Regions from separate parts of the Mus musculus genome. Here regions 2 and 3 are each linked to region 1. Evidence: chromatin contacts called from public Hi-C and HiChIP or PLAC-seq data. All regions are on one chromosome and are shown on one strand. Each heading gives the region's core, a stretch centred on a gene start, on an enhancer-like site or on the middle of the called end of the contact. The rest is flanking DNA. Distances are from core to core; before and after follow the strand shown.

Region 1 (2,749 bases), core at 122-2,621:
CTATGATCTTGCTTTTCCTAGAACTGTCATTTTGGAAGGCACCACCTTCCAGCCACGAAGACATTCCTAGAAGGGGCAGAAAATGGACAACTAACGGAGCGAGCAGCAGAAAGAGGAAACAGATTGAAACAGCTCTCAAGCCCTGTACTAGGTTTTCTGGTCCCAGGCATTTGTTAATGACAAGTTGTAATGTGGCCATAGCGTTAACTATGATCCAATGGCACCAGAGTTTAGCTCAGCTGAAAAATATCTGCAACTCTAGCACTGGAGAGGTCGAGGCAACGGGGAGCATGAGTTTGAGGCTAGCATAAGCTATATAGTCAGTTCTAGGCAGCCTGTACTACAGAATAAGGCACTGTCTCAAAAAAATAAGCAAATAACTCAAAAGGCAGAGGCATATGTATCAATCTCTATGAGTTCCCGGCCAGCCAATGTTATATAGTGATACTTTGAAAAAAATAATAAAATAAGCTGGGCGTGGCAACGTATGCCTTTAATTCCAGGAGGTAGAGGCAGGCAGATCTCTATGATTTCCAACCCAGCCTGTCCTATATAGTGAATTCCAGGTAGTTACAGCTATATAGAAAGACCCTGTCTCAAAACAGATTTCAATAGAGTAATAATTACTGCATAAATCTAAAAATCACTATTCGAAATCAAATAAAATCATTATTTGTCAAGTGACTCATACAGTGAATTCTAAAATAACTTTCATTTTGCAAATTAAAAAAAAAGTGAGGCTGAGAATGTCTAAGTATTTTGCTCAAGGTCACACAGTTGGGGAGGAAGAAGGATGCTTCCAAGAGCACTCTAGGACCACAGGCTGGAGCTACAACCCCACCAGGAAGCACTGTGGGTTAGCCTCCTCAAGAGGAACCAGTTTGTGTCGGGGCTGGTACTCAGAAGCAAACTAGAACTAAGAAGAACCTGAAACCGAGCTCCGAGTGGAGAGAGCTTAACCACAAGACAGCAACAGAGGTAAAAAGCAATTCAGAGGTCCTGGGGAAACGCGGGGGGGGGGGGGGGGGTTGGGAGAGGGAAAGGATGATCCGCACCCGGAAGTGGTCGGCATTGCTCCACCCCCACCCCACACCGCAGCGGGCTCACTGCTGGAGCAGCGTTCCTGCCAGCCCTCCAGCTTCAGGTTCAGTGGAAACTTTCTCTCGAAATAGTTGGCGCCGCAGCTCTTTGTTGCCGGGCCACTTACCACAATAACTGTAGGAAATAATTGCATCGGAGGAGTTGCAGAACCACTGTTGCTTCTCAGATTCAGTCAATATGGGAGAAAGCAGCGTCGAAAAGAGAATAAATGGCAACATGATTTAATATCTCCGATACTTTAAACTCGCCAGGAAGACCATCGGACTCGACAGTAAGGAGGACAGATTTAACTTAGTCAGCAGTCATGTGATTTGGAAGCTCCCATCCAACTGCTTCCTCTTTTTATTTGCATGTGTGACTGTGCATTTGTTTTCATATCTGAGCACTTCCTGTAAGGCAAGAGAAGAAAAAAATGACTTAGAATATACTGTTTCTTAATACTCAGTGTAAACTAAAGTATCCAGCACTTTAAAACAGCACATTTTCAGGGAGACAATTAGCTGCCTTACAGGAAACCCTTACTTAAAAGGAAGTCCACTAGCCGTAGTACACACACCCAGTACTTGACAGGCGGATCTCTGTGAGTTCCAGGTTAGCCTTCTCCAGATAGTGAGTTCCAGGACAGCCAGAGCTATAAGGTGAGATCCTGTCTCAAGAAAGAAAGTCCACCGGTATACTACTTTTCTGTGTGCTGGCCACTCCCTCCCACACACTCCTCCTCATACAACGGTTTCTCCTGACCTAGAAAGCTGCATCTAGCTATCTAAGCTGATTTCTCTCCCCTACCCCCTCTCAATTTCTACTCAAGTACAAACAGGTTCAGCCACAAAACAGACAGGCAAGATGACCCCTACACGGGGTCAGTAGCAATTCCCAGCTGGGACCTCACCAGTTTTGAGAATGCACTCAAAAGGAAGGTTGAACTTGAGGCAATAGTGTTGAGTTGGGGGTGGGGTTGGTGCTGGACTCTAGAGCTCTTCCACAGAGTAGCATCTTGAGGTAAAAGTGTGAGTTCCAGTAATTAAAAAAAAAAAAAAAAAAAGAAAGAAAAAGCTGTTTTGTTCTGGCGTGTATTTCATTCAAAGACTACTTTAGAAAAGTGTGCTTCCTTCAGCTGCACGGCTTTTACAGACTCTTACTTTAGGGTTAGCAGCCAAGAAGGCTTACAGCTGTGGCCTACAATCCGGTTCTAGTGGTGACACTCAACTGCTCACTAAGAACTGTTAAGGTAGCAAGGCAATTGTATTTAAAGCAAAACAATAGAAAGATCAGAGCATACTGTGAGAGCAATGGGTCACCTGAGGATACTCCCGGCCACTGGGTGACTGTGAGGGGCCTCTTTTCATCAAGCCTAAAGGAAGGAGGCACTTGAATCAAGGGGCATAGTTTTGATGGTTCTTTATTTTGATCAATAGATTATGTCATTTAATATTTTTCCTACTATATATGCCCATTTCCATAATGGACCCAAATAATAATTATATAATGTATAATTATATACACACCCAAATATGCATTAGCATAATATGGTAAATAGATTCTTCCTTATAGGATGGTTTACCATATTGAGCACATACCCAAATCCAGATCAGGCCAGTTGGGATTGTCCACTCTTCGTACTGTAAATGTTGGAACACATGAGAATAGA
Region 2 (2,749 bases), core at 158-2,657, 910 kb before region 1:
AAAATATTCTCAACAGCGATTTTAGTGGATAAATATGGCCTTTAGGTTCAGAAAACACAGAAAAACAAAAAACAAACAAACAAACAAACAAACAAACAAAAACCTCATGAATTATGCTCTGAAAAATGACTTTCCAAATGTGGGCAGTCAGTATACCCAATTGTTTTCCTCCTTATAGAAAATGTGTCTCATGTGGTTATGGAACTCACAGAAGAAAATCTATATAGATCCACCTGTCCTGTCTGTCTCACATACATTAATCCGTAAAAGAACACAATTTAACATTAGAAGATACATTAAAAAACATTCATAGGTTGTTCAAACATGTATACTGTATCCCTTGGCAAACATGCACTGTGGTCCATTTAGATCTTTTTAACACACAAAGGAAAGCTTTCTCAAGAAAGGACAAATTCCTCTTACCATATATTCCATGTTTGCTGCTGGTGGGAACACTTTGCCCCGGACTTGATTATGATAATCGAGAATGGCGATCATGTCATTCTGAGAAATGTAACGCTTCCGCCTGGCTTTGGGGATATCCGCAGACTCTAGTGGTGTGCTGAGGGCGGCTTCAGTATCAGTGAAGTTATTGGCTGGCAGAGATGAGTCAGTGGGATTTAGTAAAACGACAGTATGTGCTTCACAGAGAAGGGACAAAAGAATCACAAGGCTGACTGCAGAGTTCATTATCATTTTCAGGGATGGAGAAGTCCTCCAGCTTTGCATTGCTTTGAAGCAAAAACAGTGTAGAGTTAGAGCCTTTACAAAATCAATCAAACAACAAACAAGCAATCAGAAAAGAGCAATAGGGTATGAATTTACATTGTCATCTCTAGGGAGAATTGTGTGGATGGACATTCTCCCAAAATCCTCAAAATTGTTGCCTGAATCTAATGTAATTTCATTTGGGTATGCTATGCGTCATACCTCTTAAAAGGAACTTTCTAGAGTTAAAGAAAGAAACCATGAACATTCCGTTTAAAATGAATGGGAATACTTTGCCCAAATGCTTGAACTGCAAGACACATTACTACAATGCCTGTTTCCAGCCAGGAATCTTTAGCAACCCAAGCTGACCCTGAGAATGAAGAAGACAAATATAGGTAGCCACAGCAAATGTGCTGATAATTTGTCCCAGACATTCTGCATACCGAGTGACATAGGGTAGTACAGAAACCCAGTCTCACTGCTAAGGGGGAAAATGATGTAAACTGCTTTAAGATAATTCATGCAATAAAATCTAGTTAATCCAAGTAGCTTACCTCTGCACAATGCCAAAATGAATACACTGCTCCTCCAACAACGTAAGTTTCTTTGTTATGTTGTAGCATCAACTCTTGTAAGAGGAGTATGTCTTATTACAAGCTCTCAGAGTGCAAGAGTCTGCAAGATTTGAATGCTGCTGGCTACAGAAACAGCTAACAGCTTTTATATGTCAGTTTGCAAAGTCCAGAAAGGGCAGGCTCTCTTAGGGTCTCTCAGCCAAAATCCAAGGGGAGGGGCTTGGGACAGAAAAGAAAAAAAAAAAAAAACAACCAACAACAGAGATTGGGTGGCAACCTTTTTATGTGGCAGTGAGGAAATTGAGTCACACCCACAGCTTACAAAGCACAAATCATGAGACACCCCCCTTTTCTACCTTTTCAGTGAGTGGTTAATTTTTCTTTCTTAGTATGCTCTAGCTCCTGGCTCCCATACCAAAAAGACAAGGGAAAGGAAGAAGGGGGGGGGGGAGGAATTAAAAGACTGTGGGTTCTTGAAAACACAGATGCCTGAGTAACAAGCAGTACATTTTCTGTTTAGATGCCAGCAAATGACATAGGAGCTAAAAAATCATGCTGATATTAAATCAAGAGATCGACTCACACAGTTAGTCTGGGTGGCCACAAATATTATTCACGAGGATTCCAGGCAAGTCAGTAGTAACCAAACTATAGCTTATGATGTTAGGATAATACATGCTCTAGTGGCTGTGCTGTCCGTCTCCATGTGGTTTTATTCCTGCAATTTATATATTTATCTCTTCTCATTCCATCTTCACTCCTTTTTTTCTTTCTCCAAAACAGTACAGTTAGCTAATTACCTGCTTTCTATCTGCCTTGTGTAAAATGTGAAATAAAACTCACAGCAAATGACAGAAGCCAAGATAACATCTGTTCCAGGCTTAGTAACATATACCTGAAATTTCAAGCAAGGAAAAATTGAGCTTCCCCATCATATCATTATATAGTACAATGGAGACCATGAAGAATCATACAGCAGCAGCAGCAGCCAAAAAGGACTTACTGAGAAGATGCCACTGAAGCAAAATCCACATCTGGCAAAGGCAGAGAAAGAATGCAAATAATACTATTGTAATCTGTAATGAAAAGATCCCCTGAAATGTTATGTGCCATTTTCTCACTAACAAAATCTGGACCATTTACAACCAGTCAGAACAGGTATTCAGAAAAACACAAACATATTTGCTCAGCCTACTGATGGAACTGTCGTCAGCATGTTTTTGCAGGGTGAGCATCATGTGAATTCACAGCCATCAAACCAATGAGTATGTGGCAGACTGGACTGGAATCCAGGTCTCCTAGGATTTGCTCCCACTCAGATCACTCTCAATCTGTGTGACCCAATGCCTGCCTTTAACTCTTTGTGAGTAAATTTTAAAATGATAGAGAAAAGATATGCACCCTTTGGAGAGGGAGCCTTAAATAGATTTCTGAAGAAGGCAGTTAAGAATCTGAGTCAGAAG
Region 3 (2,749 bases), core at 177-2,676, 840 kb after region 1:
TCACCACCTCCCTAACAGCCCTGTCTGCTGAAAACCTAATGTTGGGGACTGACTCTAATGCTTTTGAGTCAATCTGGGTCTCTGAAACCCAGAATCTTCGTGTCCAAACACCAAAGGTCCTTGTTCCTAATGGGTTTTTGATTGATCAATAAAGAGCCAACAGCCAATGGCTGGGCAGGTAGACTGAAATGGGACCTTTAGGTTTGTGAGGGCTAGGAACTGGGAGAAAGGAGGAGAATCACCATGATTTGGAGGGATCAGATTTATAGCTACAGAAGGAAAATCATCTGAAATGTAGGTGAGAAGGAATGTGGCCCCTAGAGATGTCTTGGCAGCAACGATAAAACATAGGTTTATAAAGTGTTGAGCCAGGAGTACTAGAGGAAAATGTATGATGGGCCGAGAATTGGAACTGCCAGCCTTTGAATGAATCAAGGCATATTAAAATTTACTGGCATGTGTGTATCTTTCATTTGTGAATCTAGATAGCTCCTGAGTGGGTGCTCTTTTGTGCAATGGTATAGCCAACTACCACTACACCTAAATTACTAGAACGTGAGCCTGTGGGATAAAGTCTTTAGTCAAAATATATTACTCTTCACTGTAACCAAATGCATTCCTGGAAGCAGGTTTAAGCGAGGAAAGGTTTATTTTGGCTATGGAGTATGAAGGGATGCCATCTGTGATGGTGTGGATGTGTGTGTGGTTTAAGCCAGGCTATAAAAACCTCAAAGCCTGCTTTTAGTGTCTCACTTCCTTTAGTGAGACTCCACCTCCTCACTGTTTCATAACCTCCCAAAACCATTGCCACCAAGTGAAGGCTCAAACACAAGAGTCTCCAGGGGCATTTCTCAAGGAAGCCACAGCAACATAATAATACTTTTTTTCTTTTTTAATTTTATCAATTTTGTGACATGGGCTGGGCATGGTGGCAGAGACCTGTAATTCCAGCTACTGGGAAATCTGAGGCAGAAGGCTCACAGGTTCAAGGCCTGTCTTGACTACAGATTCTTGTGTCCTTTATCCTGCATTACAGAATTACCTTTTTTTTTTTTTTAAAAGATTCATTTAATTATTTTATGTATGTCGGTATACTGTGGCTGTCTTCAGACACACCAGAAGAAGGCATCGGATGCCCATTACAGATGGTTGTGAGCCACCATGTGGTTGCTGGGAAATGAACTCAGGACCTCTGGAAGAGCAGTTAGTGCTCTTCACTTCGGAGCTGTCTCCAGCCCCACTGCATTACATTTTTATGACTTAACCATAACCCCAGGATCTACTGCAATTCACAATCGCAATGTGTTGGTTTTCTTTTTAAATGTTTTTTATTTTCAATTATGTGTCTGAGTTTATGTGTGTTGGTATGTGCATTTGAGTGCAGGTGCCAGCAGAAGCCAAAATCAACAGATCCCTTACAGTTGGAGTTACAGGACGTGGTAAACCACTGGAAGTTAGAAATTGAACTCAGGTCTTCTGCAAGGACCGTTATGTTCTTAACCACCGAGTCAGCTCTCCAGTCCTAGCTTTTAATTTTAAAAAATTATTCTATATGTATAGTTATTTTGCTTGCATGTTTGTCTTTACCATGTGCACACAGTGGCCACAAACGTCAGAAGATGGTCAGATACTCTAGAACTGAAGTTATAGACGGTTGTTAGACACCACGTGGATCCTGGGAATCAAGTATGGGTCCTCTGGGGGGAAACAAAGCTAGAGCTTTTAACTTCTGAGTCATCTCTCTATCACTGTTCTGAGACAGGCCTTACACTGCAGCACAAGCTGGCTCCCTTGCTTCAGATCTGGTTATAAGGAGAGAGCCACCATTTTGGTTTCTGGCTAGTTTTATTTTGTTCAGCATCAACCTATATGTAAAGAATCAAAAATACTCAAAAGATTGTTAGACTGAATGGTAAACTAAAACCAACTCAGTCAACCAATAAACTGTCAATGTCAACGAACCAATTAAAGGGACGGGCCTGCCTAGTGTGCTACTTACATTTGTAACCCTGGTACTCCAGAGTCTGAAGTTTGAGGCTAACTGGCCTGCAGAATAAACAAATACAGCAAGAATTAAATGGAATAAAGTCGAGGAGGAGAGGGAGTGAGGAGTCATGCAGGAGTAGGAGAGTTGTGATCACTTCAGCCAAGGTTAAGTGGCCACAGAATGGAGAAGACATAAGTAGGCTATTCAGAAGGAGGTGAGGAAGAAGGAAGACTCCCCAAACAGGTACCTAACAGCTGCGGAGTAAAACCTTGATGGAGGATGGCTGAGGAACACGGAATGAGCCCTTCATTAAGTGCCATTCAGGAGTCTTAAAAAAAATAATAAATAATTCATGTGAGGAATGATCTGGGAATACACAATGGGGCCAGTTCATGTTACACAGCCAGGCTAGCCATGAATTCATGGCGGTCCTCCTACTTCAGCTTCCCAAGAGCTGGGATTATAGACATGAAGCCGTGGGAGTTTTAAGAGGCTTGGGGACGTTGACCTACAACCTTACTTTTGATCTCCTGCTGTGCCTGCACACACACAGTATGTGATCTATAACAGTCTTAAGAGTTCAGTTCCCTGAGATTAAAGTGTTAAACATACTTGTAACCTCCTTCCTATTCAGAATTTCAAGTTCACAACACCTAAGTTCTCCACAAAACTATTCATCACAGGATTGCTATTCCCTATCGGCTTTTCAGAATACCTGGTAGCGGGAGAAAGGCTGACAACAGCCACTTGATGTCACTGCTC

The links. Hi-C and Micro-C count contacts between places; a contact is called where the count stands out from the background. HiChIP or PLAC-seq counts read pairs in DNA pulled down with a chosen protein or histone mark.
Region 2: a contact with region 1 is called in a Hi-C map of adipose-derived mesenchymal stem cells, with 2.9 times the contacts expected there. The contact joins the promoter of Pi15 here to the promoter of Ly96 in region 1.
Region 3: a contact with region 1 is called in an H3K27ac HiChIP or PLAC-seq map of bone marrow-derived dendritic cells, with 2.9 times the contacts expected there. The contact joins the enhancer-like site here to the promoter of Ly96 in region 1. A contact is called at or near these places in 3 of 115 datasets of contacts at active chromatin or transcription factors (bone marrow-derived dendritic cells, double positive thymocytes and large pre-B cells) and 1 of 9 other capture datasets (liver).

Annotation. Positions count from the first base shown.
Region 1 is chr1:16,687,078-16,689,826 of GRCm38.p6, reverse strand. Ly96 (lymphocyte antigen 96) reads right to left here and starts at 1,371. Exons shown (of 5, transcript NM_016923.2): 1 at 1,208-1,371. The coding sequence starts at 1,319.
Region 2 is chr1:17,600,559-17,603,307 of GRCm38.p6, reverse strand. It overlaps Pi15 (peptidase inhibitor 15), which reads right to left and starts at 1,407. Exons shown (of 6, transcript NM_053191.2): 1 at 1,266-1,407; 2 at 424-731. The coding sequence starts at 729.
Region 3 is chr1:15,848,933-15,851,681 of GRCm38.p6, reverse strand. No RefSeq gene overlaps it. Among named protein-coding and RNA genes, the nearest start is that of Sbspon, 42 kb to the left of the region's middle. Within about 2 kb of position 1,426, at least 34 of the 459 cell types and tissues checked have an H3K27ac peak or open chromatin away from gene starts, as enhancers often do. A contact at or near this core is called in double positive thymocytes, where this site is marked.